Regions from separate parts of the Mus musculus genome. Here regions 1 and 2 are each linked to region 3. Evidence: chromatin contacts called from public HiChIP or PLAC-seq and Micro-C data. All regions are on one chromosome and are shown on one strand. Each heading gives the region's core, a stretch centred on a gene start, on an enhancer-like site or on the middle of the called end of the contact. The rest is flanking DNA. Distances are from core to core; before and after follow the strand shown. Region 1 holds the start of Cdk5r2 (cyclin-dependent kinase 5, regulatory subunit 2 (p39)). Region 2 holds the start of Wnt10a (wingless-type MMTV integration site family, member 10A). Region 3 holds the start of Ttll4 (tubulin tyrosine ligase-like family, member 4).

Region 1 (3,656 bases), core at 800-3,299, 190 kb before region 3:
GGGGTAGTCTACCAGGTTGGATCTTGCCCTCAAATCTCAGCCTCCTAAATGAAGGCAGCAGCCCTTTCCTCCTCAACTCCCAGCATGCAACACGTTGGAAAAGGTGGGGAGAGGCCGTGGGGGTGAAGGAAAGGATCACCCTGATCTTTGCCTGGACAACTGAGACTGCAGTTTCCTGTCCAGTCTATCCAAATTTAAAAAACAAAAACCAAAAAACTAAGGATCTGGGGAAAGGAGTGTAGAGTCTTGGGGATCGGTTGGTGGGGGGTGGGGGGTTGCAGGACGACACAAGCAGAGAGAGGGAAGGCAGACAGGAGGGATGGAGGTGACATGACCGGAGGAAGGAAGAGGAACAAGAAGGGTACACGGAAACATAGGTGCTGGAGAAGCGGGGACCGCAGTGGGGTACCATCAGGCTCGGGGTAAGGTAGAAAAGGGTAAAGCCCAGGGAATGCCAATGGACAGGCGGGGGCGGGGGCGGGGGCTGCAGACAGGAGGTAAGACGAAGACACAGAAAGGTGAGGGACTGGACAAAACCCAGGGTGGTGGACTTTGAGATGCCCACAGCAGGAAAGAGGGAGACCAGGGCAGAAATGGAAAGATGGAGGCGCAGACAGACGGAAAGGGTGAACGAAGTTGGGGGTGCACTTCCCGCGATCATCCCCCACGCCCACCCCACGCCCAGTAAATCCAGACACCGCGGCCTCTGGCGTCCTAGCCTCCACCTTCCCCTGTGGGGCAGGGGCGGCTCCTCCTCGGCCCAGCCTGGGCATAGAGCAGCGGTAATAGCGACGGTGGCTTGATGGTCCCGGGGTTTCCGGGTGTGTGTGAGGGGCTGGGGCGGGGGGCGGGCGCGGCCCCTGGGAATCCCTAGCGGTCCAAGTTCATAGTCCAGTGCTTGGCTCCGGTCGCGCAGCTGTCCCTGGCGCTCGAGGAGGAGGTGGTGGACGCGCTGCTTCCGCTCGGTGGACCCCCGGTGCTCGCCGCGGCCTCGCCCTCGTTCTTGAGGTCTTGAAAGACTTGCGTGAAGAAGTGGGGGTCGGCGTTGAGTCGCAGCATCTGCGGGCTGAGCCGCTGGATGAGGCGCAGGCAGCGCTGCCAGAAGCGCTCCTTGTCGGGCTCCACGAGGAACGGCTTGAGCGGGTAGGAGATCTCGTTGCCCATGTAGGAGTAGGCGAGGTAGAGGCAGGTGAGGAAGGCGGCCTGCAGTTCCGCGGCCGACGCCAGCTCGTCCCCACGAAGCGACTCCCGGCACAGCAGGTACACGAACACCAGGTTGGCGGGGGTAATGAAGGCCTGGTCTTGCCAGCCCTGCAGCAGCAGCGAGCGGTCCACGCCGCGGAACCAGCCCACCAGCTCGCCGGGGCTCAGCTCCTTGAGGCGGTAGCAGCGTCGGCACACGAAGTCGCCGAGGCAGCGGAGCAGCTCGCCGGTAGACGCCTGCACGATGACCCGCCGCGGCGAGCCTCCGGGCGCCGGCGGTGCCGCCTGCGGGGCTGGGGGTGGCGGCGGCGGCGGCTTTCCCCCGCCTGAGCCTGGTGGAGGGGCGGCTGCGCTGCCCCCCGACGGGGGCTCGCAGGTGGCAGCGGTCGTGGGCACCGTGGGCACCGGCACGGCCAGGGGCTTGGCTGTTCCGCCACCGTCGGGGCCGTCGCGGCCCTTGCGGAGAAGGTTCTCGCGGTTGCGTTGCTGGACCAGAGGGTCGGGACCGGTGGACGCTGGCTTGGGCGTCACCTTTTTGCTGCCTTTCTTCTTCTTGGCCGAGGCTGCCACTAGGCGCTTCCAGGTGAGCGCCGAGATGAGCACGGACGGCCGTTTGAGCCGGCTCTCGCCTTTGCCGCCCTTGCCGGCCGGCGGCGCGCCGTAGCCCCCCAGCGCCTCGTCCCCCGCGGGCGGCGCCTTCTTTTTCTCCTCCGGCAGCCCTCCCGGCCTCCGGCCCTTGGCCGAGGAAGCAGGGGAAAGCGACAGCACCGTGCCCATCCTGCAGAGCGGGGCCGGCGCCCGGGCCCCAGCGGGAACCGCGGGCGGCGCCGCTGCTGCTGCAGCCCCGGGGGACCCGGCGGTGGGGGGCCTAGCCCCGGCCCGGGCGCGCGGACGGGCGGGGGATGGAGCCGCTCTGCTGCGCCGCGGCGGCTGCTCTGAGCCGAAGCTGCGCCAGCTGCAGCGTCAGCCCCACCCCTTGGGCCCCTTCTTTCGCCACGCCGCGCCCCGCCTCACGCAGCCAATCCTGACTCTAGTTTTCTTTGATCGGCAGCTCCTCTAACCAATAGGATGTTGCATACTAATCTACTGTACCGCCTTACCCACCGCCTGGAGTCTTCAGTCCCTTACCTTTTCCCAAAGGGGGAAAAGGGGGGAAAGGAGGAAAAGGAGAGAGGGGGTGTGTGTGATTCTGAGGTCTCTTTTTCTGGCTGAGCAGGGGGTTGAAGTGAGGTGAAAATGGTCCTTCCCATCTCTTCCTCCAGATCCCAAGACCATGGGTCTGAATGTTTTGATACACTGTGATACACTGGGTCCAAGCCGCAGTATAGAAGCCATGGGAACAGCCTATCATTCGCTCACCTTTGAGTTTGTTTAGTGGGCAATATGGCAGCTTGCCCTCATCGAGACACCCCAGTTGCACCTTCCGGCTTCGCCCATCTGGATGTCCGCTTGCTATCCTCTTCATCGCCCCCCCCCCCTTGGGGACGGGGGTAGGGTGGGGTGGAGGAGACTGCTGCAGGCTCATTCCTGATCTGTAAGAGAATGCTAGTGTGTGAGACTCTGAGCAACCGAGCAAATGCACCCTTTCTCCTTGGCAGAGGGAAGGATGTGTGTCTTTGCTTCACGGAGCAGGAACAGGGGGAAGTCTAAAGACAACCTAATGAGTCTGTACTTGATTCCCTGCTTCTGACTCTGACCCCTGGACAGCTCATTTTTGATTGGTTGTCCCAACAACACATTCATCTCACCCTTGCATGCGTGATGGATGGTTGGACTCCAGGGAACTCTGGAAATTGGTTTAGTTGAAGGCCCCAGTCTGGGGTCTACTGTGTGGAAATCGGTTGGCTCAACTTCCAGTCAAGATCCGGGGTCCTAGTTGAGATGGATTTTAACCAGTAGACAGCTTCCTTGTGCTCAGACTCTAGCTGTTCCCACTCCAGCTGCCAGCTATTATACTGGGAGCTGCCGGTTTCTCTGGACCCCTCCATTCCTGCTACGGACCACATAGGCCTTGATCCCAGACTTTGAGCCTTATCGGCAGGTTGTGAGAACCGCTTGTCCTGGGCCACTTCAGTGTGTCTTGTAGGACCCTCCAGTCTGCTGTCTGTGGCTTCCCTTCCAGGAGTCTTAGTGAACCTTAGGCATTGGTGTGGGGGTTTGGTTTGGTGGGCAGAGAGGTAACTATCCATTCTGTAACAATTCTTAGAATTGTTCTTGGATCTCAGTCTCTGTGTCTCTGTATGCCTGTCTGTCTGTCTGCCTGTCTGCCTGTCTCTCTCTCTCTCTCTCTCTCTCTCTCTCTCTCTCTCTCTCTCTGTGTGTGTGTGTGTGTGTGTGTGTGTGTGTGTGTGTGTGGTGTCACATTCAAGCTGGCTTCCATCCTTCTTCAGCCTCCCAGATCCTGGGATTATAAGCACCACCAGGCCTGCCTCCATTTCTGCCAGACCCAGCAC
Region 2 (3,791 bases), core at 742-3,241, 130 kb before region 3:
CCAGACTGGCAGGAGGAGGCTTTCCTACTTGCCTCGAGTGACAGTGACTGGAAGGTCTCACACACAGACACCCGTTCTCTACACTCCCCCCCCCCCCACACACACACCCCAGGCTCTCCAACATTAAGGTCGCTTTCTAAGTAAAAGATAAATTGAGGAAGAGGAGAAGGGGTCTTAACACTCTAGTTCTCAGGCATGGAACCTGTCACCCTCACTTAGAGGTGCTTCTGGCCAATGATTCTGACCCCACTCGGGATACTTTTCTGAGACCAGAAAGCAACATGGCTGGCAGATGCAGGAGTCTTAGAGATACCATCCTGAGAGTTCATGGGGGATAGCTAGCAAGTTTGGGATGGGGGTGGGGGGAAGGACAGGGGCAGCTACCTCGGCTGAAGATGGGGCTCTCGTAGGGGACTTTGTTCCGAGTCTCCAGGCTGGAGCAGTTCCAGCGCTGGTCCCGGAACTGATGCTGGCACTCATGGATGGCGATCTGGATGCCCTGGATAGCAGAGGCGGCCACGTCAGGGTGACGCACACACACCTCCATCTGCCGCCGGCTCAGGCCGGGCAATGTCAGGCACACTGTGTTGGCGTTGAGCACGGGCTCTGGGGGTAGGCGGAGGCCCAGGATGTCGTTGGGTGCTGACCTGCAGGCATATGGGGTGGAGTGGATAAGCATTTTGTGGGAGTCTGTGAGGGCCTGTTTAATAACACACATTCTGTCCCACAGGCCGTAATCACTCTTCCCCCAACCCTGGTTCTTACAGTTGGGCCAAGAATCTATGCCTCTCCCCATCCATTCCAATACAACCCACCCAGCTGCACACCCACGGAGGTAAATGTATGTACTCAGTATTTTAGAAGTTCCTCCCCAGACACAGATGCCTCAAAGGGCGCCCAGGAGCCTGCTCCAAAGCTATGTTTCAGCAACTGGCATTTCTTCAGGCATACTCCTGCACACATAATGGTGGGAGCAGAGACCCAGAGCACTTAGCACTTACACACTTCCTCAGACAGTTATAAATACACACACTCAGGCACATTCACACACATGCTTGCTCTAACATATCTTGGCCCATAGGCTCTCATAGGCACACATGTATTTATTCAAACTGCTGGTTACCTAGCCCAGCTTACACCAGACACAGACACACACAAACACACACAGACACACACAGACACAGACACAGACACACACACACACACACACACACAGACAGACACACACACACACAGACACACAGACACACACACACACACACACACACACACACACACACACACACACACACACACGGCCTTTTAGAGGCAGTCTCTCGCTTGACCCCACCTGAGATGCGGAAACCCCCTCCAACCCCTCTGATCTTGCTCCCATCCGGGGTTATCTGCAAGGTGGAATGAGGTAGTTTCAACTTATTCTTGGAATAGGGGTGCATTGCCCTAAGGGGGGGAGAAACCTTAATTGACACTTATTCCCCCAATACCCATCTCCCGACCTAGCTGCTATAACTCACCTGGGCACTTCCCTATCTCCCTGGATTGCCCATATCCTGTCACCAGTCCAACCTCTTCCTTGGAGGTAGCTCACTATCTTTGATTGGACACCAGCACTTTTCTGTGACCCTTTCTCCCGTTCATTCCAGGGTCCCTTCCCCAGCAAGAGCACCGGAGCGGGCCTGGGGGGTCCTAGCTCTCCAAGAGGGCGGAGCATGAGGTGAGAGCTCACCTGGGCACAGCGGCAGCCAGCAGCAGTAGGAAGAACAGGAGCGCCCAGAACTCAGGCCGCGGCTGGGGCCCTTGTGGGAGCCGCAGCCAGGGGCGAGGGTGGGCGCTGCCCATGGCGCGCGGGCCGTGACAGGCCAGGAGTGGGGGGCTCACAGCCCAGTGGGACTGGCGAACCAGGGTCGCCGGCGCATGATCGGCAGGGGTGGGGCGGCTGCGACACACAGCTCCTACTCAGGTCACAGCTCCCGCAGCAGACGGCGCCCGCCTCCCCGCTCCATGGGGCAGCGCCCCCGGGCACCGCCCTCGGGGGGGTGGATGGGGAGCGGGCGAACCGGGCACCTCCTGGCACAGGGGTCCAGGGAATTTCCCAAGGGCCCCTTGCGACAACTCCTGGTGCCTCTAGAGGGTAAGGGGGAGGGGGCCTCTAGAGGGTAAGGAGGTGCAGCGGGCTGGGGACTGGAGGCCGAAGTTCTGGGGCGCAACCCCCCACCCCAGCGCCGCGCTGCGAGCCTGCGCTTCCGAGGGTGTGCGAGGCGGGCGCGGTGGGGGCGGTACTGTCTGGCCCAGCCCCACCGCCTGAAGAGTGAGTGACTGTCCTGGCTCGGGAGTTCTGTACCCCCCCCCCCCCATGTAGTGTCTAAGGGTTCTACCCCAAGTGACGTCACCACAGGAGGTGGCATGCTCCCGTCCCCGAGGCCACTGAGTCCGCTTTGGACTGGCGCGCCGTGTTTGCTGGAGAGGGGGGAGGGGAACGCATGCAGAGGGTGAAGGAAGGAGAGGTACTGGCATCTTGGCTATTGGCACCATGTACTGTGAGATGTTGGGCACTGGTCTGTGTGTTAACCCGAGTTGTGTGTGCTTCACTGAAGCTGAGACACAGCTGCAGGGGAGTGTCCCAACCCACCCCAGCACACACCTGCGGGTCTGGAGGGGAGAGGCCAGCCCCTCCGTTTTGCCTACTCTGCTTCAGGAGGGACTTCCCCCAGTTTGCCAAGAGAGACAGACAGGTGTGTGTGGAGGTCCCAGAAGGGGATTTGGCAGCCTCCGGCTTCCTCCCTGCTTTGCAAGGTGACCTTCCACAGGTGCTTTGAGAGGCAGCTTCTGTCCCTTCATGAAATAAGTAATGGAGCCCACCTCAGTGGGCTACCAAAAGCAAAAGGGTCAGGTAGCTAGTAAATGACTTTTGTGACCTAGGTGCCTTGAGGGTGGCTCTAGCTGGGAGCAGGGATTAGAGACCATTCTAGTACAGAAGTTTGAAGTCAGAACATTTTACTCACTGCCCCCCTTTTACTTCCCAAGAAAACACAGAGGCCTAGAGAGGCTCATGGCTTACATAAGATCTAACAGCAAATTAGCCAGAGAGCTAACCTGGATTAGTTGTCCTGACCCTCTCCACACCAGCTGTGTCCCCTACACTGAAAACAGCGTGCTATTGCCCAGGGGTGCTTTGAGACATGACCTGATCTGGTACTGGTCTTACATGGGCTGTCTGATTGGTCCTCTAGGGTCCCTTCTTTTCTTCTCTCACCCTCCTGGTTGAACTCTAGACCCCTGCTCAATGTAGAGAGTGTCTGGGACCAGAGAAAGGGTCTGAGAATCAGAGGCTCTGCCTTCTGGTTCTGGTTCTAATCTGGGTCCTGACAGTGAGTCTGACTCCTGCTGTGTCCTAGGCATTATCCTCTGTGAAATGGGCACGGGTCTACTATTATACAAACCCACGGACCTCATGTCCCACAGCTCCCTCTATCTGAAGAGAGCCCCTTTTGGCTTAAGAACAGAATTGCCATAGCCTATGGGCTCCAAGACAAAAGGAGCCCATTCCAGGAATTGACCCTCCTTGGAGAATTGGAGGGGAGGTGCTTTTCTTGCCCCCAGATTGTCAGGTGGTGGGGGTGGCCTGAAGGGCTGCAGGCTGATGACACACTCTCCCTCCTTCCCCCATCTCTGCCGGCAGCCATAGAAGGCAGCTGTCAGGAATTAAGAGCTTGGGGCTGCTGGGGGTTGGGGTGGGACAATGAGGGAGCAGTCTAGCTGGATAGCAGGAAAACAGCCAGGGGCAGGAAGCA
Region 3 (3,930 bases), core at 198-2,697:
AAAAAGATGGGAAGGGCAGGGCAGGCAGAGGCAGGTGCATCTCTGAGTTCAAGATCTATCGAGTGAGTTCCAGACAGCCAGGGCTGCACAGAGAAACCCTGTCTCAAAAACAAAAACAAACAAACAAAAAAACTAAAGTCACTTGGAAACTACAAGTCAGGAAATAGATTCATTTTAAGTTAAGTCTTGGGCCCTAATAAGCCCAGCTCACAGAATGGCTCCCAACAAACACAACTGAGCTCGGACCTCTGTTCAGGCCATGCTGTATCTTTCTAAAGCTACTTTGTAACTTGAATATCTTCCCACTTCTTCACTCCCTGAGAACATTTGATAACTTTCAGGGCCAGGCTTAGAGTCTAATCAGTAAATCGCTAGTAACTTTCCAGACAATAAAGGGAATAGTTTTTATGCAAATAATCTCAGTATTGCAACAATTGAAGGCATAGGATCCAACGGTACCTGCTCTTAAAGGCTCCTCCAGATTACTGCTGATTGGCCAAATCAACAGGCGCTGAAATTGAGATTCGGAATATTCAAAATGACTCCATAAAGGAAGGGTTTCAAATGCTGATTAAAACATTTCCAAGATTCAGAACCGGAATGTAAAGACTGAAGGTGGGGTGACGTATTTTTCCAAACAAATCGCGGTTAAGCGCTTCACTTCTACCACAGCACATACATCAGTATGGCAAATGCTTTCTTGATTAAAAATCTCTTGTTCTATAAACTCTCGAAAACACGTTTGTCTTGCTCACCAATGTACCCTCCCTAGGAACCTTACATAGTGGCTTCACTCGTTACCTACTTGTCGATGTTTATAAAAGCTGTAAATTATTAAATGAAAAAAAATGGCTGGATAAATGAGTTAAATTAGGATCTCAGCTTCTGGAATGTAGGAAAGTGTGTATGGATAACTCAGAGTGGGGTCAGGAAAAAGCAGGCCCTGAAAAGAGCCGGGATTTCAACCCAAGCCAGAATTTAAACCGCAGCGCGGCGGGAAAGAGGACACGCTGAAACCAGGACCGAGAAGGGTGTGGGGCTCGGGCCGCCCGAGGAGAAGCCAACGAAGTTCTCCCCGCGTGGAGGCTGCCGAGGAGGACTCGAGAGAGGGCCCGGGAGGAGGCCCCGGTCTCCGACTCACCAGAGAAAGGCGAGGTGGCGAACCGGAAGCGGGGTTGGGGGCCGGTGCCAAGGGCTGGGGCCGAGGCACGCGGGAACGGCCGGCCGGGGTCGGACACCAGCTCTGCGACCACACTCACCTACGGTACCCTACTTCGCCGCGACTGGACGCCGGCTCCGCGCCGCTTCTTCGCTGCGCCTGCTGGGCGAGCGGGCGACCTCAGGTGTCCCTAGCAACCAAGCTCCGCCACGCGACCCACGCTCTGCCGCTTTCTGTCCCACACAGAGCGCGCCCCCAGCGGACAGATCTAAGGCCAGAAAGGAATGGGAGGGGGAGGGCCCGAGGCAAGCGCGCCGAATCCCAGCCCTTGTGCAGCCTAGAGAATGGGGGGGGGGGGGGGGGGAGAAGGAGGGACTTGGGGGGAGGGAGAGAGAAAGTGCAAGGAATTTGCGCACGCGCAAACTTGTCGACACGGTGGAACTCTTGCGAGCGGAATTCTGGGAACTGTAGTCCTGCAAGTAAAGGCTCCGTTCTGGGAATCCACGATTCATTCTACCTAACCACTATGGACTCTGACCATACAGCGCCAAGACTCTATTAAAGAATTCCTACCAAAATTCCATGAGTTTGAGGCAAGTAAGAGGAAGTGGCTCAAGGCACTTTAACTCTCTCCCACTCACCTTTCCCTAAATCCAAACACGGAGCGGGACGAGACAAAGCAAGACATAACTACAACTACCAGTTTTATGGGCTTCGAGTGAGAACTTTACCTAAGTGTGAGTCCTTTCATAATCTCTCCACGCAGAATAGATCCCCCTGTTTCAGATGTCGCTGGATCTATTAAATTTAGAGAACTATAAAGTCAGCTGGATGGCAAAAGGAGCTTTCTCAAACAGGCTATGATAATTAACGATATAACTAACCTGATGAGGCCTGGGCACCGGTTGTGCACTTCTTTAACCCCACCATTCGGTAGGCTGAGGCAGGTGGATCTCTGAGTATGAGGACAGCCTGGTCTGCAGAGTGAGTTCAGATCAGCTAGGGCTATGCAGAGAAAAACTAGCCTGGTGAAAACAATTTGAACTTAGTAGCAAAATACTTAAGCAACAGTCATTGACAGATGTTGAACTATGAAAGGGTTACTTATCAATTTTAGATCAGGAAATCTAGGGCAATTATCTAGTTTGTCTCCTGATGAGATTTGGATTACACAGCAATATTTATAAAGTATGGCTTATTTTACAAAATGTTAAATTTTAACAATTTAAAAGCTGAATCTAATCAAGCATTGACTCTAACTTCAGTATACAGGATATAGAGGAAAACAATTGAGTAATGCTATAGAATCAGATAAATTCAGAATTTTAACCAATATACAGTATAAATGAACTTTCTTAGACAAAATGGGAGTGCTGGAGCTGAAGAAAAATGTTGGGAGCCGCGCCCACATTCGCCGTTACAAGATGGCGCTGACAGCTGTGTTCTAAGTGGTAAACAAATAATCTGCGCATGTGCCAAGGGTATCTTATGACTACTTGTGCTCTGCCTTCCCCGTGACGTCAACTCGGCCGATGGGCTGCAGCCAATCAGGGAGTGACACGTCCTAGGCGAAGGAGAATTCTCCTTAATAGGGACGGGGTTTCGTTTTCTCTCTCTCTTGCTTCTTGCTCTCTTGCTTCTTGCTCTCTTGCTTCTTACACTCTTGCTCCTGAAGATGTAAGCAATAAAGTTTTGCCGCAGAAGATTCTGGTCTGTGGTGTTCTTCCTGGCCGGGCGTGAGAACGCGTCTAATAACAATTGGTGCCGAATTCCGGGACGAGAAAAAACTCGGGACTGGCGCAAGGAAGATCCCTCATTCCAGAACCAGAACTGCGGGTCGCGGTAATAAAGGTTCCCGTAAAGCAGACTGTTAAGAAGGATTCAACTGTATGAATTCAGAACTTTTCAGCTGGGGAACGAGAGTACCAGTGAGTATAGCTTTACGAGGTAAGCCTGGCCTTGAACTTTCTAAGGAAATTCAAGACAGTCTATCAGAAGTAAAGTGGAAAATGGCTTTACAAGTTATGTTTGGCCTTGAATTTTTTCTAGTGTTAGAAGCCCTTTTGTTCCTTTTCACATGTTATCAAGTGGTTAAGGCAGGGCGGATTCTAGATGAAATTCAGGACAAGCTATCAGAAGTAAAGTGGGGAGAGAGAGTAGGAGCAAAGAGAAAATATGGTACACAAAATAAGTATACAGGCCTTTCCAAGGGTCTTGAACCCGAGGAAAAGTTAAGGTTAGGTAGGAATACCTGGAGAGAGATTAGAAGAAAAAGAGGAAAAAGGGAAAAGAAGAAAGATCAATTAGCGGAGGTCTCTAGGAAAAGGAGCCTGTGCTCATCGCTGGATGGGCTCGGGGAGCCAGCTCTTAGTAGCTCTGAAGCAGATGAAGAATTCTCCTCTGAGGAAACAGACTGGGAGGAAGAAGCAGCTCATTATGAGAAAAAAGGGTACCAGCCAGGTAAAGTGCTAGCTAATCAGTTAAGGAAGCCAAAAGCGGCTGGCGAAGGCCAGTTTGCTGATTGGCCTCAGGGCAGTCGGCTTCAAGGTCCGCCCTATGCGGAGCCCCCGCCCTGCGTAGTGCGTCAGCAATGCGCAGAGAGGCAATGCGCAGAGAGATGCGCAGAGAGGCAGTGCGCAGAGAGGCAGTGCGCAGACTCATTCATTCCCAGAGAGGAACAAAGGAAAATACAACAGGCATTTCCGGTCTTTGAAGGAGCCGAGGGTGGGCGTGTCCACGCTCCGGTAGAATACTTACAGATTAAAGAGCTT

The links. Hi-C and Micro-C count contacts between places; a contact is called where the count stands out from the background. HiChIP or PLAC-seq counts read pairs in DNA pulled down with a chosen protein or histone mark.
Region 1: a contact with region 3 is called in a Micro-C map of embryonic stem cells, with 2.9 times the contacts expected there. The contact joins the promoter of Cdk5r2 here to the promoter of Ttll4 in region 3. A contact is called at or near these places in 1 of 39 promoter capture datasets (liver), 3 of 484 Hi-C or Micro-C datasets (all in embryonic stem cells), 2 of 115 datasets of contacts at active chromatin or transcription factors (the SCID.adh cell line and pancreatic cancer cells) and 2 of 9 other capture datasets (adipose tissue and pancreatic islet).
Region 2: a contact with region 3 is called in an H3K4me3 HiChIP or PLAC-seq map of the 230-238 cell line, with 22 read pairs. The contact joins the promoter of Wnt10a here to the promoter of Ttll4 in region 3. A contact is called at or near these places in 15 of 39 promoter capture datasets (the 3T3-L1 cell line, 3T3-L1-derived adipocytes, the C10 cell line and 10 more), 6 of 484 Hi-C or Micro-C datasets (CD4 T cells, CD8 T cells, memory CD8 T cells and 2 more), 8 of 115 datasets of contacts at active chromatin or transcription factors (the 230-238 cell line, the SCID.adh cell line, effector CD8 T cells and 5 more) and 2 of 9 other capture datasets (adipose tissue and liver).

What each region holds. Positions count from the first base shown.
Region 1 is chr1:74,853,422-74,857,077 of GRCm38.p6, reverse strand. Cdk5r2 (cyclin-dependent kinase 5, regulatory subunit 2 (p39)) reads right to left here and starts at 2,049. Exons shown (of 1, transcript NM_009872.3): 1 at 1-2,049. The coding sequence starts at 1,980. The coding sequence ends at 871. Gm16582 (predicted gene 16582) reads right to left here. Exons shown (of 4, transcript NR_151618.1): 2 at 2,563-2,735.
Region 2 is chr1:74,790,219-74,794,009 of GRCm38.p6, reverse strand. It overlaps Wnt10a (wingless-type MMTV integration site family, member 10A), which reads right to left and starts at 1,991. Exons shown (of 4, transcript NM_009518.2): 1 at 1,727-1,991; 2 at 385-647. The coding sequence starts at 1,839. It overlaps Gm32099 (a long non-coding RNA gene), which reads left to right. Exons shown (of 4, transcript XR_865547.2): 3 at 1,644-1,714.
Region 3 is chr1:74,659,219-74,663,148 of GRCm38.p6, reverse strand. Ttll4 (tubulin tyrosine ligase-like family, member 4) reads right to left here and starts at 1,447. Exons shown (of 20, transcript NM_001014974.2): 1 at 1,260-1,447.